Regions from separate parts of the Mus musculus genome. Here region 1 is linked to region 2. The links are chromatin contacts, called in public HiChIP or PLAC-seq maps. All regions are on one chromosome and are shown on one strand. The core of a region is the stretch at or near the end of the contact, and the rest is flanking DNA. Distances in the headings are between cores, read along the strand shown.

Region 1 (7,405 bases), core at 4,764-7,263, 260 kb before region 2:
ACCTGCCTTCTCTTTGAAGCTCTATTCTATATACCTGTATGCCCACTCTGTCTTTCTCTTGATCATGTCATAGGCAAGGGCTGTTCATGTTACACATCCCAACTAAAGTGGTTGCTCTTTGCTCTTCTACCTGTGTAGAGTTGCCTACCCTCTACAGAAATTGACCCGGCAGACAACACAAGTTCCTTACTACCTGTCCCCAATATTCTGGGTTCCTGAATGAAAGACACACACACACACACACACACACACACACACACACACACAGCCTTATATTTTAGTATGTTTGAAACAGCTCAATGGGTGGGCCACTCCCAAACCTCCATGTAACTAACATCTCCCCTCCAATATACTTGAGTTATTACTTACTAAAACTCTATATTCCATCACTGTTGCCCTAGACTCAGTGACAGGGAGGGGCTGGAGCCACTCTTCCCTGGCTTTTACATGTTAGCTGTCTCTTTGTCCTGCACTTCTTTGGGCTGTTTTTTTACTCCTTTCCCAGCATGGTGGGTGGTTCTTTATCTTCCTTCCTCCCTCAGACCTGGAAATCCTAAAATCCTGCCTCTGTCTCCCCATCCAGCCATTGGCAACCAACAACTTTATTTACCAATCAAAACCAACTAGGGGCAGGGTCCCTCAGCATCTTATGTGCAGACATATGGATTCCAGTGTAATTTGGTGGACTTAATTAGCATAATACAAGGATTAGATCAAATCCACAACATACTATTCACTCAGTAGTTCCCATGTCAGTAAATGAATATTGGCTTTTTATCATCTCCTAAGCAGACCACAGTTGACATCCCCTTACAAGATGATTCAGGTCCTTCATCTCCGACTGGTCATTCTGGTTCTGCTTGGATATTTCCTCCTTTCTGCTCATTTTCCAATCAGTACCTCTTCTAGTAGAAGCCACCATGATCTATGAGCTCAGCAAAAGTTCCAACTTCCCAGTTAGCTTTTCTCACTTCCTGGCCCTGTTTGTATCCTCCATGGAGATTATTTGTGAGAAGCCAGAAAGAACGTTGAGTACAAATGTCATTATGTCAGTGTCCTGTTTAAATCTCTATATTGACTCAGTACTATCATGTATTGTAAAGTGAACAAGATCCTTCCTCTGCTTGCGAGATCATCAATGACATTGCCTTCAACCAGCTCTCCATTCTCACCTCAAATCCAAGGCCTTAACACATTCCATGTACTGGTCTCATCAGATTCCTTGCTCTAATTTGAAGCCTGTATTTTCCTTCCTTCCTTCCTTCCTTCCTTCCTTCCTTCCTTCCTTCCTTCCTTCCTTCCTTCCTTCCTTCCTCCCTCCCTCCCTCCCTCCCTCCCTCCCTCCCTTTCTTCCTTCCTTCCTTTACCAACCAAAAATCACCTTAATACCTCCGCAGTCTATCTTAGTCTGCAGAAGATAGGTAAAAGGTGCTTTCTTCAAATTTGCTTTTGCCATACCAAATTCCCATTTAGGTTTTTAATATTCTTCTTCTGAGAAGCACTGTATACTCTTCTGTCTTGAAATGATGTCTTTATCTGGGTGCTGTTTTTTATTGTTTTCCCTGTGAAGCTAGAAATATGGGCATAGACTACACAGACTGTACTCTGGGTCTGTACTCAGCCTCTGGCCCAATATATGACACATTCATTTTTAAATGAGTGTTTAATAAGCAGATATTGTCTTCTTAGCAGTAGCATCTTTTTTCTAGTCTTTGCTTTTATATGTATCTAGCATGTATTTTTGACAAGTCCCTTCACTTTTCTCAGCCTGCTTTTTGGGACAGTACTTCTTTTTCCTTTCTCACAGAGCGATTCATTGACTTAGCAAAATTTTAATGAATACCCATCAAGTGCTGAGATCTAAAGTTACTTTATGAAGAACGCAGTGTTGAAAAGAGATTATTGGCATTGAATTAATTCAATTCTGATAAAACAGTAAATAATATCGAAACCTATATGAGGCACACTGTTATAGAATATTTAATTCGAAATAAACATATTGGATGGGGTGCTTTTAAATTTATAAATTTGTACTTTATATACTTTATTATATAAAGCATAATAATCTATTATTATACATTCACATCAAAACGCCAAGGCAATTCAAATCAATCCTATTTTACAGATGGGGAAATTGTGACTCAGCAGCATTCAGTAAATTACTCACGTTCAGAGAGGCAGCCTGCACAGGCATCAGGCTTAATGCCCAGGCTCTTCTCTCTAAAATCAGCTCTCTGCAAACAAAGCAAGAAACATAATTAGACACAAAAATGAAAATACTATTTAAAGTGAAATTAAAAGAAAGCAATGCAGTACCATAGCTACATTAGAGTCAGTGTTCTGGAACAAACTGTCATGTGTAAGGTCCTCTAACCTCCAAGAATTTCAAAACCTTGTTCTAAATAATACTCCATTCTCTGTGAGGACAGGAGAGTAAGATATGCATTATAATTCATAAGAAACTCATGCTGGAATGGTCACGAATAAATAATAAAAATGAACCCAAAACAAGTTGACTAAAAGAGAAAGCTAAAAAAAAAAAAAAAAAGTAAAGGGGTGTGTGTGTGTGTGTGTGTGTGTGTCTGTGTGTGTCTGTGTGTGTGTGTTTTCAACTTGGGTTTGACTTCTAAAAGCTGAAATTCAATCAATTCATTCATTCTGCTGGCCAAAATTAAATTTTGGTTAACTTCCATTACTCTTACATTCACAAGGCCTTTCAAGATATCTCACCTGAAATGCTTTGTTATGTGCATTCAGATGTCCAAGATCAAATATAAGGAAGATTTTACTTGAACAAAAATGGAACCCCTGTCCTTCTATTTGTACATTTTTTTAGAGATTTATTTATTTATTTTATGTATATGAGTACACTGTCACTATCTTCAGACACAGCAGAAGACGGCATCAGATCCCATTACACATGGTTGTGAGCCACCTTGTAGTTGCTGGGAATTGAACTCAGCACCTCTGGAAGAGCATTCATTGCTCTTAACCACCAAGCCATCTCCCCAGCCCCATACACTTTCTTTTTCAGCTGTGTGTATCTCCAGTAACATCATTTCCCTCTCCTTTAAAACAGAGGTTAAGAATCTGCCCTGGCATGGTACCATGTATAAGTGGTTAAAAGTCTCTAACTGAGTTCTGTGATGGGTTGGCTCCCTGTCTACTCAAGTACTGTGACTGCATTCTGAGGATATCTGCCTTTTGGATTGGCATTTTAAGAAGCAGTTGGTTAAGAGCAGAGCAAACACCTGGGTCAGTGGTACCTCGCCAAAGGCAACTTTGTCCTCCAAGAGACACTTGCTAAGAATTAAGAGACATTTTTTAAATTAGTACAGATGGGAAGATATTATTAGATAAAAAGCCAGAGATTTTTGTCTGAGAGCATCCTAAACTACACAAGACAGCCACACTTCAAGTCACAGAAGTACCCAGCCCCAAAGGTTAATGGCTCTATACATATCATGATGTCTTTTCGATATTTTACATGTTAAAAACGTAGATTCAGTCTTGCTTCTTGTGAATGGTTTCCAGGGCTCCGTCAGCGTCCCTTTGTGTAGATGTCTGGCATAGTTTTGGTGTTACTTACCCAGCTCCCCTTATACTATGGAGTGACCATCACCTGAGGGAAGATTGAGGCTGTGCTCTGACATTGGCATGTATGTGCATACATTCTATTAACCCCAGCACACACATGTACACCTGCACACACACAAACATGAGCAAACAAAATAAAATAAATCTCTCCATTTTAAAATGAAGTCAAAGTTAGCTTACAACCAGGATTTAAATGTGACTTTGGCCATGGTACCATTTCACGTTAATTCATGCATTGAAACCAACATGCCCTGCACCTTGTCTTTTTAGTATAAAAAAAAGCTATGTGTTTGTCTATTGCAGCCATAACTGTGAGTAGAACATAAAGCAGGAGGCGATAGGTTTCCCACACGCTTCTTGGTAATTAATTTTAAAACATGCCAAGTGTGCAAGACATCACTCACCCGGTGACACTCCATCAACAAAGAATCCCACAACAATGCAGATGAATGCTGACAAATAACAGCAAATGTACCGCAGGGTTTGGTTTACCCATCAAAAGCAGAAAGGCCTTGAAGGCTATTTATTGCACCATGAATCTTCAGCTATAACCTCCATTAGGTTGGTATGAGACTTCCTTGCTTTAAAAGAAAAATGCTCTGAGGTCCAAGAGAAGTTATTACTGAGTCTTCTCAGAGACTAAAACAAACTCCCCAAAATAATATTTTAAGGAATTTTTAAAAATTAATTTTTGGAGAGGATTTGGTAACTGGGTCTGCAATTCGCAAAATAAAAATATTCAACTTTCCAAGAGGCTAAAAATAGCAGGACTGTGTTTTTACTCAGTTTAAAAGGTACCATAAGTAGTTTCTTTCTGAATTGATATTTTAGATGAGAATTAATACATTTCCAATTCCCTCCTATTAACATCATCAGCTCCTGAATATAGTCAGCCAAAAACTGTACTGTCTAAAACAGGCTTTCCACTGAAGACTGGTTAAAAAAATCAATGTTCAGTTCCCATCAGTCCAGCAAATTACTTACAGTAACCACAGTGCAATTTTCCATTAACCCTTCTCTTCCTCAGCCCAAAGAAAGACATGCAATTAACTGCCAATCACTCTGTGTCTCACTCTGTGAAGGGCCAGGCTAGGCAGTGGGCTATGCTCTGTTAGAAGTGAGAGGAGACATATTCGTCTTGCCTTCTTGCCAGGAAATGAGGTAATGGGTTGGCTGATCTTTGAGACCTTGCTTGTGCTGAGGGATTTGTTGTCACCTTAAAGAAATCAGGGACATTGGGCTGTGGGGTTAACATGAATATTGTTAAGGTATTTTGAAAAATCCTACTAAACACAGCATATCTAATTACAAAAAGATTAGTGACACCCCCTCTTATTAAGGCTAGACAAGGCAACCTTGTAGGAGAACAAGGGACCCAAAAGATGATTGAAATCCCTGGGAGGACTAACCTGCTTTGAAAGGAAACAGAGAAAGAATGGATGGGGCAGAAGGAATGGGAGGTAGAGGAGGTGGGAGACAGAGGTAGAGACAGAAAACTATGGGCGGGATGTAATATATGAGAGACTTAATTAATTTTTAAAATCCTAAAGGCCCTTAACTACTCTTGGTTATGGTGAACTGTTAATTTGTAACGGTCTTCATAGGCTGTAGTAGCACTCAGCCCTATCCCTACAGTTAGTTTTGTCCCTTAGTGGCAAAGCCACTAGAATTATTTTCCATTGAAAGAAGGAAGGGCATGTCAAGAGAACAGGGATGGAGAGTCAGCTATTGAAAGTTTCAACTCTGAGCCAAATGTGACCCATATACATGATTTGTTTGACTCCGCTAGTGTGGAAAACATGGGTAAATTTTAAATGGTTGGACTTCATAAAACTTGTGAATTTTCAGTTATTCAAAATTTAAAATAGAAGCAGAGGCACCAGTTGACCCATATTCTAACTGTACTTTTGCAGAGCAAAAAAAAAAAAAAAAAAAAAAAAAAAAAAGGATTAAAATGGCCTGTTTCAGGAGAAAAAAAAATCCAACTGTGCAGCCCAACTAATTTCAATGGTCCCTTTGAGCAGTTCTCCTCACACAATTGCATTATCCTGACAATCAACGCATTTGAGTTTGTGACCTCTGGAGTAATTGGATGAGGAGGACAGGGCGTGTAAAGCAGGTAGAAGTATATGTTCAAATTTAAGGTGAACTTCACATACTTTCTAAGGAATAATAATTAAAATGCCAATATTTTCCAGTGACTCACTTGTATAAAACATCAAAGCCCCATCATTTTTTACTCCCCTATACTAGACATCATTCCTTAAGATGGAATCACGGAATCAGTGACTTAGCTGACAGTTTCGCTGACAGTGACACATGAAGTAGCATCTGCCACTCACCATTAAGCCAGCCCAGCTTCCTCTCTCATCATATATTGACTTTTGTAACTGAGAAACTCAGGGTGTCTGACCTCAGGCAAGGCTGCATTCAGGAAATCAAATAACACTGTCTTCCTCCCTCCTCCACCCGCTTCCTCTCCTCTCATATTTCCCTTCTACTTTCTCAGCTTTGCTCACTGTTGACTTAATTCCCCAGCCAATTCTCTGCATATGACAACAGAGGCAGCCACTAACAGAAAATCTAGTATTATATTATACCTTGGGAGATGGTCCAAGAAGGAAAGAGAACTTTCCTCTTAGCAACCAGGCCTATTCCAGTAACGAACTTATGTATTTGCACTGTCTGGGTCACATCCACACAACATTAATTTAACAAACATTTATTTAGTTCCAGAATAGAGTCACAATCCCGTTAGGGACCCGAGAACATCAGGGGAGGCCCATATTCGCAGAGATTGCCATGCGGCAAGTTGTGTGAGGAAAATGGGAAATAAAAAATAATCACAATAAGTAAGAAAGTGATATTTTTCTTGAGAGCTGAAAAATACTACAGGGGAATTCGTTTTTAATCATCAGAAGTTTCCTCAAAGGAAAAAGAGGAGTTCCCAAAATATGGAAGAGCAAAGATAAGGAGGCCATATAGACAAAAACAAAGGAGGGGCTAATCTTGAGTGGGGCTTGGCTGCACAAATATCATTTCTTCTACCATTATGCTCTCTTTTACTGTGAGAGGGGGAAGGCTGAGCTTAAGATCTACCTGAGAGGCACAGAAGACCCACATGTGCCTGCCTTCCTTCCTTACCCCACATTCTCAGCAATGCAGAGTTTCTAGGAACTCCTTTCTGGCTCTAAGAGCCCATTTCCTGTGCCTTGACTTCTCTTCTGTCCGACTTAATGACTTAGTCACTTTATTTTGCTCAAAGTCCACTGAATTACCCTTAGGTGCCACTTATATGGGATCACAAAGAACCAGTCACTCGGGTGAAATTGATGTTTTTCACTGTCATCCTAGTTCACTGTAGGCGAGCACTGTGTTCCTAGTTCTTTGTAGAAGTTCAATCTGTGATATGCTTATAGTCTTTGAGAAACGAGTAGATGAATCTGTTGAATAGCAGCTGTCAAAGCTCACCCAACCCCCCACTCTCTATTTCATGGTGGTGGTGTGTTCATGATCCGTTCATGATCCCCCTTCTTCTACCCCACCCCCACCCCCCAGTGATAGTGACCATTCACAGACCCTCCAACTCAGCAAACTTTGTCCCTGTGCAAGAACGTGCAGAAATAGGTTTGGCGAATGTATTGGGTTCTTTGTTGGTTTTGTGACAAAATACTATGGTCAAAGCAACTTATAGAAAAAAGAGTATGTTTGAGAATTACCATTCCAGAGGAAAAAAAGAGTTCTTCACTATCATGTCAGAGAAGAGTGACGCAGGCAGGTATAAAGGGAGAACCATCTGAGAACCTCC
Region 2 (6,914 bases), core at 92-2,591:
TATATAGTGAAGAATGACTAATATAACGCATTAAGGAAAAGGAGGAGTGACCTGTTAGACTCCCTTACCAATCCTGTCAGCCTGCCTAAGGTAGGAGGCTTTTTAATCACTGGTGGCTCTAGATAGCAGCTGCACTTGGCAAGATCGAAGTCAAATGTAGTCACATTCATTATGTGACCCTTCATAGATTTTCAGCTACCATTTAAAAAATCTGGTTTTGATAATGAATGGAGCTATGCCCTGCTTTATAGCAGAACAGAAATCCACTACCAGCGGTGCACTTTTCCAAGTCTTAATTACTCCTAAATCAAGAAATTCTTGTTATTTTAAGTCTCAAATTCTTATTCCAATACTAAATTTTAAAACTTTTACCTAGGCTAGGTAAGAAGTTAGGAGGTGGGGCTGTCTCATTTTGTTTTCCTAAGGATTTCTGCTCCTAATTTTAAATTCTTGGAGACAAGTATTAAGTAGACCTTTGACCTTTCTTTCTCTAGGTAAACAACACAAACTCATTTAAGTTCTCCCAGAGGTTCTGTTTGCCAATTATTTGGCCATCTCCCTGATATTTTCCAAATGCTTTCTGCTCTGTTATATTTCTTCTTCTAAGCTAAAAAACAAAACAAAACAAAAACAAACAAACAAACAAAAACAAAAAAACAAAAATTCAGCATGGTCTTTATGTCCCAGTTGGTGCCAAGTAGTAATCATTTGCCCTTGGGTCGATCTTTGAGAAAGTATCAACCAGACTTCTCAGAGTTGACATTCAGGGCTGTGGAGAAGGGTCTGTCTCTGTTCAGTTTCCCCAGACTCCGCTGACACCTCAAATACTTGCTGTTAGTTTTAAGGCTTCAAAATCTTAATCTATATTTTGTCTCTTCTATAATGACTCCAAGATGTTAATTGTTCTTTATATTTTTATTCTTTCTGCTAAGACTGTGTTGCAAATAATCTAGATCTATGCTTTCTAAATATATGGAAGATCATATAGTGTACTCAGACTGGACATATACCATTCTACAATACTAAACATGGTATTCAACTAATTGTTTCCCAAAACTGATGCAAAGATAAAACAGAAAACAAAACAAAACAAAAAAAGGGGGCAAAATTTCTGTAAAAATGTGCCCCCAAATGGATGAGAAACCTAAGAAAAGCTATGGCCATAATAAAGACTCATGTTTATTGAATGCTAATACTGTTCTGGGCACTATGTTGTGTTCATTTCTTACATTAGATTCTTTAAAGGAAGACTAATAGACAAGGAATTGATATAGATCATTTATTAAGGGCAGCTCAGTAAAGAAAGAGGAAGTAAAATAGGGGAAGTGTTAAACACTGAGCAAGGGGTGACCCTTTAAGAAGACTTGTATAAGACACCATCAGGTTTGAGGCCAGAGTTCAGTATTCCCCAGATAGGACCACTGTGTCTGTTCCATTGCTCTGGAGGTGAATGAGTTCCCATGCATATCCACCTCTGTGTGAACAGGCAAAGCAGCTCTAGCAGCTTAAGGAGAATCTTTTGGAAAGATGTCTAGGTAGACACCTTTGGAAGAACAAAGAGGCCAGATGCTTTCATTACCTTTCCATTGCTATGATAAGACACCATGACCAAGGTAACTTATAGAAGAAAGGGTTCATTTGGGGCTTACAGTTTCTGAGGGTTAGAGTCCATGATGTTCATGTTGAGGATATGAAGCACGACAGCAGGACAGGAATGTTGTTGAAGCAGTAGCTGAAAGCCTGCATCTTGATACACAAGTATGAGGCAGGGAAAGCTAATTGAAAATGGTATGGGCTTTTGAAACTTCAAAGCACATCCCTAGTAACCTACTTCTTCCAACAAGGCCACACTTCCCTATCCTTCCCAAAGAGTTCCACTAACTGGAGACTAACTACTCAAATAAATAGTCCTATGAGGACCATTCTCATTCTGATGATCATACCAAGTACACTGATTAGTTTCCGTGAATTTGACACAAACTTAGACATATCTTGGAAAATGGGATCATAACTGATTAAGTGCCTGTATAAGATTAGCCTATAGGCAAGTGTGAAAGGTATTTTCTTGATTAATAATTGATGTGGAAGAGGCTGGCCTACTGTGGATAGTGGCATACCTGGGCATAGATGGTCATGGGGTGGCAGTTTATTTCTGGAACATGAGGACCTTAGTTGTATGACTGTTTTAGTTAGAATTTCTATGTTGGATAAAACACAAGAGTCGAAAAACAAATCAGAGAGGGAAGGGTTTATGTAGTTTATACTTGAACTCTGTAGTCCATCATTGAAAGAAGCCAGGACAGGAACTCAAAAAGGACAGGATCCTGGAGGCAAGACCTGATGCAGAAGTCACAGAGAGGAGCTGCTCACTGGCTTGCTCCTTGTGGCTTGCTTAACCTGCTTTCCTATAAAATACAGGACCACTAACTCAAGGGTGACCCCACCTACAATGGGCTGGGCATTCTTCCATCAATCACTAATTAAGAAAATGCCTCCACAGCACCCAGAGGAGGCTCCACTACCAGGCGTTCTAGCACTCCCAGGATTGTAGGATCGGGGTGAGTAGGACACAACATCTGTTCCAAAACAACCAGGACTAACTGGAACCAACAGGATCCAGGATCAGGAACCCCAACCGACCAGTGCCATGGGTTCCATCTGGTCTGTGCAGATTTACCTTGGGAGTGAACTCTACAGCCAGTCTCACAGCACCCAGAGAAGGCTCAAATTCCAGTCAATCTAATACACCCAGGATCACAGGATCATAGGATCCCTGGAGCTTGGTCACACCTGGTTCTCAGGGTCCCAGAGGCAGCTTGCATCCCAAGAACTCTGACACACCCAGAATCTCAAGATCACAAGATCTAGGAATCACAGGGTCACAGAGACAGCTGGACTCTGAGGAGCTCTGACAAAACCAGGACTAAAGGAAGACAAACTCCAGTTATATATAGCAAGGGCAGGGGGCACTTGAGATAATGAGATGGTGGGAGGCAAGCATAAGAACATAAGCAACAGAAACCAAGGTTACTTGGCATAATCAGAACCCAATTCTCCCACCATAGTAAGTCCTGGATACACCATCACAAAAGCAAGATTCAGATCTAAAGTCATTTCTTATGAAGATGATAAAGGACTTGACACAACAGTCAAAGAAAATGCAAAATGCAAAAAGATCCTAACCCAAAACATCCAGGAAATCCAGGACACAATGAGAAGAACCTATACCTAAGGATAATAGGTATAGAAAAGAGCGAAAATTCCCATCTTAAAAGGCCAGTAAATATCTTCAACAAAATTATAAAAGAAAACTTAACTAACCTAAAGAAGGAGATGCCCATGAACATACAAGAAGCCTACAGAACTCCAAATATACTGGACCAGAAAAGAAATTCCTCCCATCACATAATGATCAAAACAACAAATGCACTAAACAAAGAAAGAATATTAAAAGCAGTAAGGGAACAAGGTCAGGTAACAAATGAAGGCAGACCTATCAGAATTACACCAGGCTTCTCACCAGAGACTATGAAAGCTAGAAGATCCTGGGCAGGTGTCATACAGACCCTAAGAGAACACAAATGCCAGTCAAGGCTACTATACCAGCAAAACTCTCAATTACCATAGACAGAGAAACCAAGATATTCCATGACAAAAACAAATTTACACAGTATCTTTCCATAAATCCAGCCCTACAAATGATAATAGATGGAAAACACCAAAAGGAGGGAAACTACACCCTAGAAAAATCAAGAAAGTAATCTTCATCAAACCCAAAAGAAGATAGCCACACAAACATAATTCCACCTCTAACAACAAAAATAACAGGATAAACCATGCACCCTATCAGATCACCACAGACTAAGGCAAGTCTTAAATACCAACAAGAACAATAGAAAGCACATATACACATGGAAGCTGAACAATACTCTACTCAATGATAACTTGGTCAATGAAGAACTAAAGAAATTAAAGGCCTTTTAGAATTTAATGAAAATGAAGAAACATCATACCAAAACTTATGGGATACAATGAAAGCAGTGGTAAGAGGAAAACTCATAGCTCTAAGTGCCCCCAAAACGAAACTGAAGAGAGCCAGGCATGGTGGCGCACGCCTTTAATCCCAGCAATCGGGAGGCAGAGGCAGGCAGATTTCTGAGTTCGAGGCCAGCCTGGTCTACAAAGTGAGTTCCAGGACAGCCAGGGCTATACAGAGAAACCCTGTCTCAAAAAATCAAAAAAGAAAAAATAAAGAGATTTGTTTGGTGTCTCAAAAAGAAAAGAAAAAGAAAAAAAGAAAGAAAGAAAGAAAGAAACTGAAGAGAGCTTACACTAGCAGCTTGACAGCACACCTGAAAGCTCTGGAACAAAAGAAGCAAATACACCCAAGAGAAGTACCCAGCAGGAAATAATCAAACTCAAGGCTGAAATCAACCAAATAGAAACAAAAAGAACTATATAAGGAATCAACAAAACCAGGAGCTGGATCTTTGAGAAAATCAGCAAAATAGATAAACCCTTAACCAGACTAACCAGAGGGCATAGAGACAGTATCCAAATTAATAAAATCATAAATGAAAAGGGAGACATAACAACGGAAAACATAGAAATTTTAAAAATCATCAGAACCTACTACAAAAGTTAATACTCAACTAAATTGGAAAATCTGGATGAAATGGACAAGTTTCTAGACACATACAAGGTGCCAAAGTTAAAACAGGATCAGATAAATCATCTAAACGTCCCATACCCCCTAAAGAAATAGAAGCAGTCATTAATAGTCTCCCAACCAAATAAAGTTCAGGACCAGATGGGTTTAGTGCAGACTTCTATCAGACCTTCAAAGAAGACCTAATTCCAATTCTCCTCAAACTATTCCACAAAAGAGAAACAGAAGCTACTCTACCCAAGTCATTCTATGAAGCCACAATTATGCTTATACCTAAACCACACAAAGGGAACTTCAGACCAATCTCTCTTAGGAACATTAATGCAAAAATACTCAATAAAATTCTTGCCAACCGAATCCAAGAACACATCAAAATCATCATTCACCACAATCAAGTAGGCTTCATCCAAGAAATGCAGAGATGGTTCAATATACGGAAATCCACTATCAATGTAATCCACTATATAAACAAACTAAAAAAAAAAAAAACGAAAACAAAACAAAAAAACCCACATGATCATTTCATTAGATGTTGAAAAAGCATTTGACAAAATTCAGCATCCCTTCATGTTAAAAATCTTGGAAAGATCAGGAATTAAAGGCCCATACCTAAACAGAGTAAAAACAATATACAACAAACCAGTAGCCAGCATCACACTGAGTGGAGAGAAACTTGAAGCAGTTCCACTAAAATCAGGGACTAGACAAGGCTACCCACTCTCTCCCTATCTAGTCAATATAGTACTTGAAGTTCTAGCTAGGGCAATTAGACAAGAAAATGAGGTCAAAGGGATACCAATTGGAAAGGAATAAGTCAATATATCACTATTTGCAGATAATATGATTGTATACTTCAATGACTCCAAAAATTCCACCAGAAAACTCCTAATCCTGATAAACAACTTCAGCAAAGTGGCTGGATATCAAACTAACTCAAACAAATCAGTAGCCTTCCTCTACTCAAAGAATAAAGAGGCTGAAAAAAGTTAGGGAAACAACGCCATTCACAATAGTCACAAATAATATTACATAACTTGGTGTGACTCTAACCAATTAAGTGAAAGATCTGTATGACAAGAACTTCAAATCTCTGAAGAAAGAAAGCAAAGAAGATCTCAGAAGATGGAAAAGTCTCCTATGCTCATGGATTGGCAGGATTAATATAGTAAAAATGGCCATCTTGCCAAAAGCAATCTACAGATTCAATAGAATCCCCATGAAAATTTCAAATCAATTCTTCATAGAGTTAGAAAGAGCAATTTTCAAATTCATTTAGAATAACAAAAAACCTAGGATAGCAAAAACTATTCTCAACAATATAAGAACTTCTGGAGGAATCACCATCCCTGTAATATTGCTGTGATACAGAGCATTAGTGATACAAACTGCATGGTATTCGTACAAGACAGACAGGAAGATTAATGGAATAGAATTGAGGACCCAGAAATGAAACCACACACCTGTGGGCACTTGATCTTTGACAAGGGACCTAAAACCATCCAGTGGAAAAAAGCATTTTAAACAAATGGTGCTGGTTCAACTGGAGGTCAGCATGTAGAAGAATGCAAATTGAACCATTCTTATCTCCCTGTACAAAGCTCAATTCCAAGTGAATCAAGCACCTCCACATAAAACCAGATACACTGAAACTTATAGAGGAGAAAACGGGGAAGAGCCTTGAACACATGGGCACAGGGGGGACATTCCTGAATAAAACACCAGTGGATTATGCTCTAAGACCAAGAATCAACAAATGGGACCTCATAAAATTGCAAAGCTTCTGTAAGGCAAAGGATACTGTCAATAGGACAAAAAGGCAACCAACAGATTGGGGAAGGATCTTTACCAATCCTACATCTGATAGAGGCCTAATATCCTATATATACAAAGAACTCAAGAAGTTAGACTCTAGAGAATCAAATAATCCTGTTTTTAAAAATGAGGTACAGAGCTAAACAAAGAATTTTCAACTGAGGAATATCGAATGGCCAAGAAGCACCTAAAGAAATGTTCAACATCTTTAGTCATCAGGGAAATGCAAATCAAAACAACCCTAAGATTCCACCTCATACCAGTCAGAATGGCTAAAATCAAAAACAAAGGTGACAGCAGATGCTGGTGAGGATATGGAGAAAGAGGAACACTCCTCCATTGCTGGTGGAATTACAACCTGGTACAACCATTCTGAAAATCAGTTTGGCAGTTACTCAAAAATTGGACATAGTACTCCCTGAGGACCCAGTTA

Evidence for each region. HiChIP or PLAC-seq counts read pairs in DNA pulled down with a chosen protein or histone mark.
Region 1: an H3K27ac HiChIP or PLAC-seq map of large pre-B cells shows a contact between it and region 2, with 2.9 times the contacts expected there. The contact joins two enhancer-like sites. A contact is called at or near these places in 1 of 484 Hi-C or Micro-C datasets (bone marrow-derived dendritic cells), 1 of 115 datasets of contacts at active chromatin or transcription factors (large pre-B cells) and 1 of 9 other capture datasets (embryonic stem cells).

The regions. Positions count from the first base shown.
Region 1 is chr15:53,667,154-53,674,558 of GRCm38.p6, reverse strand. All of the region lies in intron 3 of Samd12 (sterile alpha motif domain containing 12), which reads left to right. Among named protein-coding and RNA genes, the nearest start is that of Mir28c, 57 kb to the right of the region's middle. Within about 2 kb of position 6,013, at least 10 of the 459 cell types and tissues checked have an H3K27ac peak or open chromatin away from gene starts, as enhancers often do.
Region 2 is chr15:53,403,823-53,410,736 of GRCm38.p6, reverse strand. It overlaps a transcript of Samd12 not described here. Among named protein-coding and RNA genes, the nearest start is that of Ext1, 61 kb to the right of the region's middle. Within about 2 kb of position 1,341, at least 19 of the 459 cell types and tissues checked have an H3K27ac peak or open chromatin away from gene starts, as enhancers often do.